Regions from separate parts of the Danio rerio genome. Here region 1 is linked to region 2. The links are chromatin contacts, called in public Micro-C maps. All regions are on one chromosome and are shown on one strand. The core of a region is the stretch at or near the end of the contact, and the rest is flanking DNA. Distances in the headings are between cores, read along the strand shown. Region 1 holds the start of pgap2 (post-GPI attachment to proteins 2). Region 2 holds the start of slc6a7 (solute carrier family 6 member 7).

Region 1 (6,223 bases), core at 2,460-4,959, 190 kb before region 2:
GCATATATTTCAAAACAAAAAAGCAAAGACTAAAGTTACATCCGCATCATAAATGTTTGTATTTAACCCTTAAACGTTCCTTCAAAGCTTGAGTATGAAAATAGCGACAATATACAACAGGCACAACAACCTTAATAACGAAATAATAAATAAAAGTAATCTGAATTATCATTCAGAATCAATTTGGTGAAAGTACTATTATAGACGTCCATAAATGTTATGCATTTTAAACAAAACAATAACATAACAGCTGCTCAAAAATGAAATCTATCGGCAATTTTTAAACTAACCACAAATAAAATGTAGTATGTCAAAGCAAAATCTGCTGTTGTGTAACTGCTATAAAAATGTGTAAAACAATTTAAAAAATCACAGAATTGTTTCTGAGCAATACAACGTTATACATTTTAATAACACGTTCTGAAATGTAACCGAACTGTGTCTCTGTCTCTAATAATCAATTTTGTAATACAGATACCACCTGTGCTTATTTATTTGTAACAACAAACAGAAGTATTAGTAATAAGTATTATTAATAGTAACGGTAATAGTCTCAGTCTCTTGTGCACACAGTCAGCCTACCTCGCTTGCATTCGGTCTATCTCGCGTATACACTTTGCCTCTCGCGTGCAGCTGGTATCTCTGCTTTGTCTTTACTTTTGTAAAGTCTGGTGTCTCGTACACGATGCGTCTTCTTTGCAGTGTTGGTTAGCATCCACCAATGTGTCGTCACTGTAAACAGAAAGATGTAGGCTAGAGTGCAGCCAAAATTAATTAATTCACGATTCATTAATTAATTAATTGAGTCACGGACAAACGCATTGTATTTTAACGATAACAGAGTTACTATATTTAAAAAGTAATGCGTTACTGCATTAGTTACTGTCAGAAGTAATGCCGTTACAGTAACACATTGCTAGTAAAGCCTGGTTTATACTTCTACGTCAAGTGACCGGCGTAACCGACGGCGCATGCAACGCGCGTAGCTGTGCATTTATACTTCTGCGCTCTGTCTCTGTTATTCTGCATTAACACTTCCAAAACGCTAGTTGGCAGTGAGTCGTTAATATTCCTAAGTGTCGAGTTTCTTCGCTGGTGTTTTGTTTTTTCTGAATGCTTCCTGAATGTACAAGTGGCTGAAACTCGCTTATTTTGAGGCAGGAAGCGGCGGACGTGCAACAATTTTAACTATGAGGTAAACACAAAAAAAAACCTTCCACCCAGAGCTCCTTTACGGGACTCCACACTTGTAAACAATCGCTCTATCGGGCTCGCATCGATCACGCGGCTCTCTGTCCCGCCTAGGCTCATCAGCGCTACCAAGCCGACCAATCACAGAGCTTGCGCTACGCGTTGTTGCAACGTGTAGTTAAATTTTTTGAGTAGGGCTATTCGTCGTTAAGTAGGCTGCGCCATAACATACGCGTGGGCTTGACGCAGAAGTATAAATCAGCCTTAACATGTTATTGCTCAACACTCATTATGACTCATTTACAAACCATAACATTTGTATCTTAAGGTGGTTTGTGGAGCCGCCTCGGCCCGTCTCACAAGGACAGCGGCAGCGGAGACGAAGACAAGCCTTCATCACGAGCATCTTCCTCCAGAGGAATAAGACGAAGAAAGGATGAAGATTCTGACGGAGTGGAGGACGAGGATGAAGAGGACGACTCTCATCTCCAGAAGATGTGGGGTGCAATGATCAAGCAGAAAGAGCAGCAGTCCAACAAGATGAAGAAAAGCAGACTGGACAACCTTCCGTCGCTGCAGATCGAGATCAGTCGAGACAGCAGCAACGGCTCCGACAGCGACTCCTGACTCACTCACTGAGAGTTGGAGGGCATCTATAGACTGGGCCAAGAGACCCTGATATCCAAACTTAAACATTCCCAAAATCCCAACTCTCATCAGTCTAGAAACGTCACACTTTTCCTCCAGAAACCAAGGTGCAGGTTAGGGTTTTGTTTTGACTTCTCAAAGAAAAGGCAGAGGATGAAGCTGTCATGTTTTTTTTTTTTCCTTCAAAAGAAAATAAATTATATTTTGACATACAATCAGAGCCCATTTCAAATACACAGTGAAGCATTTCTCATGAATTCAAGCAATGTGATCCGATTGCCTTTTAGCAATACTTTTTTTTTTTAATCCAGTCATGACTCATGTTTTATCATTATCACTGTGGATTTGATGATGTGAAGAAAATAATGGTGTGTTTTTTTACAAGCATTATAATATCCACTCACACATACTGGACCTGGATGGATCAGTGCTTTATCTTACACAGTCCCGAAAAAGAATAGCACATAATGTAGCCAATGTAATAATGCTCCCTCAAATGAATGGTTCACATTCCCTAAATACATGTGGTCAGTGAAACATACAAGAGCAGCATTGTATGTTGAATAAAAGTTGTTGTTTTTTTTTATATCAGATTGGGTCTAGAAATTTGTATTTCCACCATATGACATCTTTATTTAAAATAACACAAACATTTTGTTAATTGTTACTGAAAAAAAAAATAATAGAAATGATCTGAAATACTTAGCGCAAAAATGTTCTCATCATTTTTTTAAATGATTTCAAAACCTTTGTGTATATACGATCATCAACGTTTGAAGTGGATCAAAAAAGTTTTTCAAAGTTGTCCTTAGACACGAATGCCTATTGTTCATTAGTTTTAGGACAACTTTGATGAAAGATTTTGATCCACTTCAAATGTTGACTACACTATACAGAAGTCAACATTTGAAGATGATCAAAACAGTTTTTAAAAATTATCCTAAGACAAGAATGTGACTATTTTCAATTTCACAAGGTTGTTTTTACAGCATCGCTGTTGTAATGTAATTGCAATACAGTCAGTTAGCATTCATTTAGTTGTTCAAGTGTAAATCGAGATGAAAGACCGTTGTAATCACTAGTGCTGTCAGCAACAGGCTAGTGCAGAAATTCCATTGAAAATACTGGGGTAAAATAATTTGTCATTTTAAAGACATGGAAAGTGGATTTTAATGCAGTGCCTCTTGTACGATCTGAGACCCACTTTAATTTGTATATCTAATAGGCAATGAAGAGCACTAATTTTTAAAGAAATCAGATCTTAAACTTCACAATTTTGTAATGGAAAGACAGTTCACCAGAAACCCTTATGGGCTCCCTGGCTGAAAATGTAAAGTCTGTGTGCATATAGCCCATTGTGTTTGTAACAAGATGTTTGAGAAGCTGACGACAGTCTTGGTAATTTGGTTACCAACATTAAATAATTGAAGGCAATCATAATGGAGACACTACTGCAATTAGTAACAATAGGATTTAATGCCAGCTATGGCCATGTTTATTTGGTTTGAATGCGATTCTGTTTAGTTATTTACATTGATTGTTTTCGTTTGTACAAGCCAAAAATCACCAAAAGCAGGCATAACAACTTTTTTGCAGTTTAAGGTTGTTTTTGGGCATATCAATCACACATCTGATGCTAAATTTAAAAATGTGCATTAAAATAGGATTATGGAAAAACTACATTGGGTACTCCTTTCTAACATTCTTCATAATATATATTTTTCGTGTTTAACAAAAGAAAAACAGGTTGAATGAAAAAAAATCATTTTGGGGCGAACGATCCCTTTTAAAAACACCACGAGGACTTTGATTTTGAAATGTAGATTCCGCGTGACCGGATGTTTCCACGAATCATTCACATCCAGTCGGAAAACTTAGACATTTTAACCAAATTAAAACATTAACGACTTGTTTATTAAACGCAGCTTAATCCAGAACTCCTCTGTAGTTAAACCAACGCCACAAATTTAAAGTTTCAGTATATTTCGCAAAGCATGTTAACGCTAAGTACTTCAGTGATAACCAGCAGCGACTTTAAATCGGTTTCAGTTTCAACTTAAGCTAATTGTCAGACATGTAAGGTTAGTTCAGAGACTAGGTTGGAGCCATGGGCTACAGGGAGTCTGTCTGTCGCTTGTGACACATCAGGGGATGTAATTAGTCCAGGGAAGATGCAACAGGTCCCGTACGGTTCTGTGGATCGAGACAAGCCTCTGATCCGCGTGCCGTTCACCCGGCTAGCGGTGATTACGGTGTGTTTGCCTCTGCTCGGCCTCGTCGCCTGTATCGTGCTGGCGATGCTCTACCACTACAATGATGCCACATATACACACTGCCAGGTGAGAAAACGGGCACACACACGTCCCTGGACATTGGGATGAAGTTGTTTTTGCATTCGCACATTCATTTATTCATTCATTCAGTGAACAGTGTTGTACTTTGAGAGTGTTTGGCTGCTAGTATGATTTCCATATTTAGAATTTGCTTAGCATACTATTCTGAAACTATATTATTGAGCAGAAAGTCTTAATGTGCGAATACAAAATCAACCCGTAGCCTGTCTGGCGTGGTTCTTTTTTTTTTTTTTTTGCCCCAACTATGAGGTTTAAATACTGCTTAAATACTTTTAATGACGTTTAAAGCACTCTTTTTATCTGCACTCGCTTGTCGAGTGGTCAGCATTATCCCACTTTTTATTTTTAATGTACCAAAATATTTCCTAAAGATTTAGAATAAAAAAGTGTAAAAAAAAAAATTTGATTGTGTTATTGTTAAAATACAAATTTATCCCATCATATATCATTAGATGGGAAAATTGAATGTTACGGCTTTGGGTAAATTGTTTTGTAAATTAAGTAAAAGAGATTGTCGTTTATTGGGCAAATAACAAACTGGCCATCACATTCAACTTTCCCGTCAGAATTTGTCCACTCGAATAATAAATGCCATAACATGTTTTCGACCGATACATTTTCGGTGGTGGAAAATTCGGTGCATCTCTAATATCAGCACGCTTTTCCCATTGTTTTTACATTTCTTCTGTGTGATGGGCTCCTTGATTATTATAGAGTAAGAAAAGTCCAGAGCTTAATGTTGTTATTGACATAAATTTTCACGATTCGATATAATATCGTTTATCATCCCAGCCCTAAAGAATAATATGTGGAGCTTCCTGATTTTTCTAGCCTCTCTTGTAAAATGTACATTTGAAAATTCATGGAAAACAACAATAGCCTAATTAGTGTTAAAATGTAATTTTATAATCTTCAGAATTAAAGTTTTTAATGATCGTTTTTTGTCTTTGAAGACTAAGGTCTAAGATTTAGAATAAAAGTTACTTGTAAAATGTTTTTACTATTTAACAACACATTAGGTCAGTAGTGAAAGATAACTTCACTTTCGTCAGTTTCTTCTCAGTCTTAAAGCCTTCTTCAATAACATATTTCCACAATTTATGATGGCAAAATAGGACAAATGAGCTCATGTGTGGGACAAATTCTGGACCTTTGTCAAAGAGGTGTGGGTCTTAACCACCAGAAACCACCCCTGGCAACGGGCCTAAATAGTGTTTCTGAACCATACTGTTGTAAAGTACTTGAATGAATTTGTTGTAATAATGTTATAGTTGATGTGGTAATACAGCTCGTAGGGTTGTGACGATGAGGAAGTTTCCCCACCGGTTAATCGACATGTGACAAGACCGGTTATACCGTTATCACAGTCGGAGTGGGAATTTCCTCTTTTTCTCTTTTTCCTGCTTTTAAATAGCTTATGAATGCGTGCGTATAATATTTTCAGTTTTGCAGGAATTGCCAATTCGGCGTCAATTGTTTGAATGGACAAGAGGAAACTACAAAAAAAATCACTGTTATTAAACACATAACTTTTATTAACATAACGAAAAAACACAACAATGCTATAGGCTGAAAAAACTGTGGAAGTTGGAATCAAACAAATAACAACCATAAAAACCTAACGTATTATATAATAATAGCTTAGTCCTCATGAACTTTCCGTTTATGAACACATTAACAAACCTATAGGCTATTGAAGAATAAACCGAATATGAAATGTGATCCTTGCATAATGATCAAAACTAAACAAGCTAGCACTCATTTTATATATAAACTAAATAAAAAAAGAAATGTTAAGAAATTGAACATTATGTAAAACAATTTAAAGACTACAGGCTAAATAAAAGTGCCTCGTCAGAGCTAAACATCACCGCACATGTGTCCGTTTACAGCTTCTGCAAAGATCAGACAGCCTACAGATCACACAATCTCAATAAACAACATGTAAATGTATAAATATTTCGATAAGTATTGTTATGGAATGTTTATAAGTATATGATCTTGCTTTTTTGGTTATATTGATTCCAGCT
Region 2 (5,594 bases), core at 1,989-4,488:
TGCCATCATACTACACCAAAGACTGTCCAAACAACACATTGTTTGAATTCCTAATAAACTGAACCAAATTTCAAAGATGTTTTATATTGAAAGCAACAAACCACAATGCTTATTGTGATTATTTGATGGGAGGATTGCAAAATAATGCCTTTTTCTATGTGTCAATTGAAAGCAAAGACTAAAAGATTGATCATTGAAGAATTCAAAGTTCTGTGTGTATCATTAATCCCCTTAATAGTACAATTTTTTTGTTTTTGTTTCTATTGGCATTGTACCGATACCAATATCCTCCCTAGCAAACATTTGACACTAACAACAACTAAAACCATTAAGAAACAACCTAGCAACTTATTAGCAACCACCCACAACACCCATAAAATTAACCTAGCAATATCAATATTTCAGATTTTATAACTACTTTAAAGTTTGAAGTTCAAACATTTCACAGGGGCTTTACTTCTCTGCTTTGTGTCATACAAGCTTGTTTGGTAATTTATAAAGTCCTGAATGAGGAACATAACCTTCATCTTGTCTGTGTGGGATACTAATGAAACAAAAGAGAAGTAGCTTGATCACTAAACATAACACACTACTATACAGAAGTGGTTGTTGTCAGCTTTATTTGCAGCAATGTCACATATTTGCACAACTGCTGTTTTTACACTGCTCTGTACAACATTTCTACCTCAATGAAAAATGCTTACATGTACAGTTTTTATATCTGATCCAATATTTTTGCACAGCATCCATAGTGTACTGGTCGGCGTTACTGTTTCTTGTTCTGTCTTGTCTGTCCTGTCTTATTTGCACTAAATGTTGCACAAACCACACTTTGTGCTCATTCATTCATTTTCTTGTCAGCTTAGTCCCTTTATTAATCCGGGGTCGCCACAGCGGAATGAACCGCCAACTTATACAGCAAGTTTTTACGCAGTGGATGCCCTTCCAGCAGCAACCCATCTCTGGGAAACATCCAAACACACATTCACACACACACTCATACACTACGGACAATTTAGCCTACCCAATTCACCTCTACCGCATGTCTTTGGACTGTGGGGGAAACCGGAGCACCCGGAGGAAACCCACGCGAACGCAGGGAGAACATGCAAACTCCACACAGAAAAGCCAACTGAGCCGAGGCTCCAACCAGCGACCTTCTTGCTGTGAGGCGACAGCACTACCTACTGCGCCACTGCTTCGCCCCACTTTGCGCTCCTATTCTTATTTTTATTTTTTTCGGTTTATCTTATTTTAACCCTTCAAAATTTTGTAGTAGTGCATAGTCTTATGTAGGCATGGGATGGGATGATAATCATTTTCAAGGTATACCGCTGTTTAGAAAAGTAAAGGTTTTAAAACCAACAACATTTTCTGTTATGCCATTCATATGCTATCGTTCCTATGCAAGATTTTTTAACGTTTTTTTTTTGGGCAACATTATCTCCAACAGAAAACATATGCAAAAATGCTGTTTTAAATTGTAAAGAAATCTGTGTTTTTTAAACTAAAGAAGACAGCAGGAGTCAATAATTGACTTGTTTGTCAAGCCTGACTTGTTTACTGCTCCAAACTATTTTAAATGTTTCCTAAATTAAAATATATTGTGTTCAAGGGGGAAAAAAGTATGTTTTTACCCAGACATTTCAAGAGAATATATTTTAGAGCAGCAATCACAATATCATGTTAGGTAGCTACAGATTTGATAGTGTTTATTTCTTTTTTTTCTGATGCACTTACAGTAGAGCTTACTGACATTCATTCAATTTACATTGCTCATTGGTCCATGTAAACTAGCTGAATTAACTTGCAGTGGGTAAAAAGACGACGCCATTAAAAGTAAACGATGACTGTTACTGTAAATCCCTTTAAGTGTGAAAGACAAGATTAAAAATGTTTCTAGATCTACAGCTGAAGTCAGAATTATTAACCCCTCGTTGAATTTTTTTCTTTTAAAAATATTTTCCAGATGATGTTTAACAGAGCAAGAAAATTTTTACAGTATGTCTGATAATATTTTTTCTTCTGGAGAAAGTCTTATTTGTTTTATTTAAACTATAATAAAAGTTATATATAATATATAACTTATAATAATAGAATAAAATAATATATATATATAATAAAATAAATATAAATATTTTTTAAAAAACATTTTAAGTTCAAAATTATTAGCCCCTTTAAGCTATTTATTATTTTGATAGTCTACAGAAGAAACCCTCATTATACAATAACTTGCCTAATTACCCTAACCTGCCTAGGTAACCTAATTAACCTAGTTAAACCTTTAAATGTCACTTTAAGCGGTATAGAAGAAAACCATCTTGAAACCCCTCTAATAAAACATTATTTACTGCCATCATGGCAAATAAAATAAATCAGTTATTAGAAATGAGTTCTTAAATATGCTTATAAATGTGTTGAAAACATTTTCTCTCCGTTAAACAGAAATAGGAAAATGGGGGGAAATAAGCAGGGAGGCTAATAATTCTGACTTCAACTGTATATAAGTGACTAAATAATAACATAATTTTCATGTTTACCTGAATCACTTATTAAAAGGATAGTTCGCCAATAAATGAACATTCATTCACCCTTAAGTTAAGCCAATTTTATATATTAGTTTTTATTTTTCCGTTGAACCCAAGAGAAGATATTTTGACAAAATACTGATAAAAAAACTTGTAGTCACTGGATGTCAAGGGCTACCGGTTTCCAACATTTTTCAAAATATCTTCAAGTTCAGCAGAAAATAGAAATGAAATATGATTGGGACAAGTTGAGGGAGGATAAATGATGACAAAACTTTCAGTCATTAACCCTTTACCCTTCATAACAATACAAACAAACCTTTACGAGTTAAAAAACAGTCAGCCATGGAGAGGAATGAAGACAGACGAGTTGTGTTACATCGACAGCAATATTGAAACGAATCCGAGTTTCTTTCAAAACTCATAAAACTCAAAAATATCTATTTATTCAGCTTTAGGTCAAGTATCGGTGTTTAAATTACCTCTGTTGAAGGTGTTGTGATCACACCGTTTCCAGGTGCAGTTCTCGCCTCCTCAGTCGGCATCTCCGCAGCGCTTTTTTTCAGATGCTCACTACATAGTTCACTTAATGGTTTCATCGAGACCACCGGTTGACTCCTAAAACAGACTGTGATGTTCTCGAGACCTTAAATAGATGGTGACTTTATAATACAAGAGTAATCCTGAGTAAAAAGTGCAGGTGTACGGTCCATGTTGACGGTTGAATGGGGGAGGGAGAAACAGAAACAGTCGACGAGGGAGGCGCCGGGGTATCTGTTCCGCACAGAGCTCACCTTCCTGCAGGTAAACTCGCAAATTATGCCCCTCCTAGAAACGGTGCTGGTCATTCCTGTCCTCCTTCCTATTTAATATTCAGCAGTCAATATATTTAGCTTTCAGCCACAGCAATTGTTGTTAAAGGATATGATATGCCTAATATGTCTCGGCTGTGATGTCAAACGTGAACGCTTTATTTTCGTCTCGAGTGAAATAGTTTGATGTCGCTTGTCGAAGTACAAACGAAGGCGGGTTGGTCTCATTTTAACAGGAAGCCGCTTCAAGTTCACTACAACAGCAGGAAACCGCAGTGTGCTCAGCCTTGGTGACATAAACTCGATTTGTGAGTCAACAACAGACACACAATCACCTATATTATTGTGAATAATAGTAGCCTAACGTTACAGTATATAAGTAACGCGCAAAACTCGTAGAGCAAGTATACTGTATTCAAAATATGCAATATAATGTAATGGAAATTAATTTACCTCAATAAAATGTTCTATTCAAAGTTTTGTTCAGTCATAAAACATAAAAAAAATAATTGTAATGTGTTTGATGTTTATATATAGGTTCATCTTCCATAACACTGTTACAAATCGGTAATAATTAAATGTATTATTTTTCTACAACCGTTTACATAATTACCTGTGCAAAAAGCACTGCTAAAAGATATGTAAACATTTGCTGTGTTATTAATAATTTCCGATGTTAAAGCACAGCACAGCATAGACAGAAAAGAGATTTCTGGGTGTGCATCAGAAAAACCACGTTTATTGTCATTTGGTGGATGGATGGATGGATGGATAAATAGATAAACAAATAATTGTTACACTACCATGGAAAACACTTAAAATCTGTTATTTTAAAGGCGATATATTTATTTATATTATAATGTGTGCGCTCGCGCGCACTATAATACAGCACCTGGTTTCGTTTTCACTTTCTCAATGTAATTTGGACTGCCAGGAATGTAAAAGTTCCATCCCAGGCTACACTGAAAAAATTTAACTTTGAACCAACTTAAATTAATTACTGTAATTTGTTACACCTGAATTGTTTAGTTTTTTTCTCAAAGTCTAATTTAATTTAGCTATTTATAAAAATGTAAAAACTTTTTTAATAGAGACGCTTATATATAATATATATATATATATATATATATATATATATATATATATATATATATATATATGTGTGTGTGTGTGTGTGTGTATATATATATATGTGTGTGTGTGTGTGTGTGTGTGTGTGTGTGTGTGTGTGTGTGTGTGTGTGTGTGTGTGTGTATCAAATCAAATCAGGCCTTTATTTGTCACAAACACTTTCGTAAAGTGACAGACAGCTGAGGTCGTCTGGCAGGAGAAAGAAGAGAGCTGAAACAGTAGGAATATACTTTAACTTTAGGTCAATATCTGCCAATTTCCCATATATTTAATTTCCGTCACTCATCTCTGGTTTATTCCAGCACAAATTAAGCCAAGATTGTAAGTAAAAGTGGCTCACCCTGCACACCCATGGCTATAGGCCTCTGAAGCACAGTAAAAATTACTGTGGATTTCAATATTTTTATTCAAATACCTACTGTGTACGATATACAGTATATGCAGTGGATCCATTGTGGAATTACATCAACCAAACCCAAAGATGAATTGCAATCATTGCATTTAATACATCATTGTGATTTATCAGCAGACATTACATTGGTTACTTCATTTAACTTTAAATTGTCAAACATTAATGTCTGTTTTATTTCTGTTGTGTTACCTTTGTTGTATTATTTAGCTGTGGATAGCAGTGCTATGTAATGTGTTAGATCTTTGTCATTTCAGGATATCATGCCAAGTACAGTATTTGTAAAATAAAAATAAAAAAATCAATATAAAGAGGGTTAAATTACTTGCTAAATTAGTAGCAGCTTGAGAATGAATGAGGTATTTAAATGCTTCATCTTCAAAAAGGAGAAGAAATAAATACTGGGTTTACCAAAGAAAACCTGCTAAGAAATGTAAAAGTTACCTCCCTTTCAGAAATGGGACTGACCATTTTTCTAATATACTAAAGCTCATAGTATTCCAGTTGAAAAACACTTCCAACTTGTTGTCAATCTTACCCAATCATATGTGTGTTTGGTTTTTGTTTAGACTTTTTTTTAGAATTTCCACTACCAGCGCAGAGCCTCTGGGATCGATGAGATCCAGAAATGGGACTGACTTTCCCTGCTTTCTCAGGTCTGAGATACCTATTCTGTATAAAAAAAAAACAGAGTTTTCCTCATTTCAGGCTTAA

What was found. Hi-C and Micro-C count contacts between places; a contact is called where the count stands out from the background.
Region 1: a contact with region 2 is called in a Micro-C map of caudal fin, with 2.6 times the contacts expected there. The contact joins the promoter of pgap2 here to the promoter of slc6a7 in region 2. A contact is called at or near these places in 1 of 18 Hi-C or Micro-C datasets (caudal fin) and 1 of 4 datasets of contacts at active chromatin or transcription factors (embryo).

Annotation. Positions count from the first base shown.
Region 1 is chr21:33,655,804-33,662,026 of GRCz12tu, reverse strand. pgap2 (post-GPI attachment to proteins 2) reads left to right here and starts at 3,709. Exons shown (of 5, transcript NM_001013544.2): 1 at 3,709-4,178. The coding sequence starts at 4,011. ncbp3 (nuclear cap binding subunit 3) reads left to right here. Exons shown (of 13, transcript NM_200143.1): 13 at 1,520-2,054. The coding sequence ends at 1,818.
Region 2 is chr21:33,465,511-33,471,104 of GRCz12tu, reverse strand. slc6a7 (solute carrier family 6 member 7) reads right to left here and starts at 3,238. Exons shown (of 15, transcript NM_001080580.1): 1 at 3,011-3,238.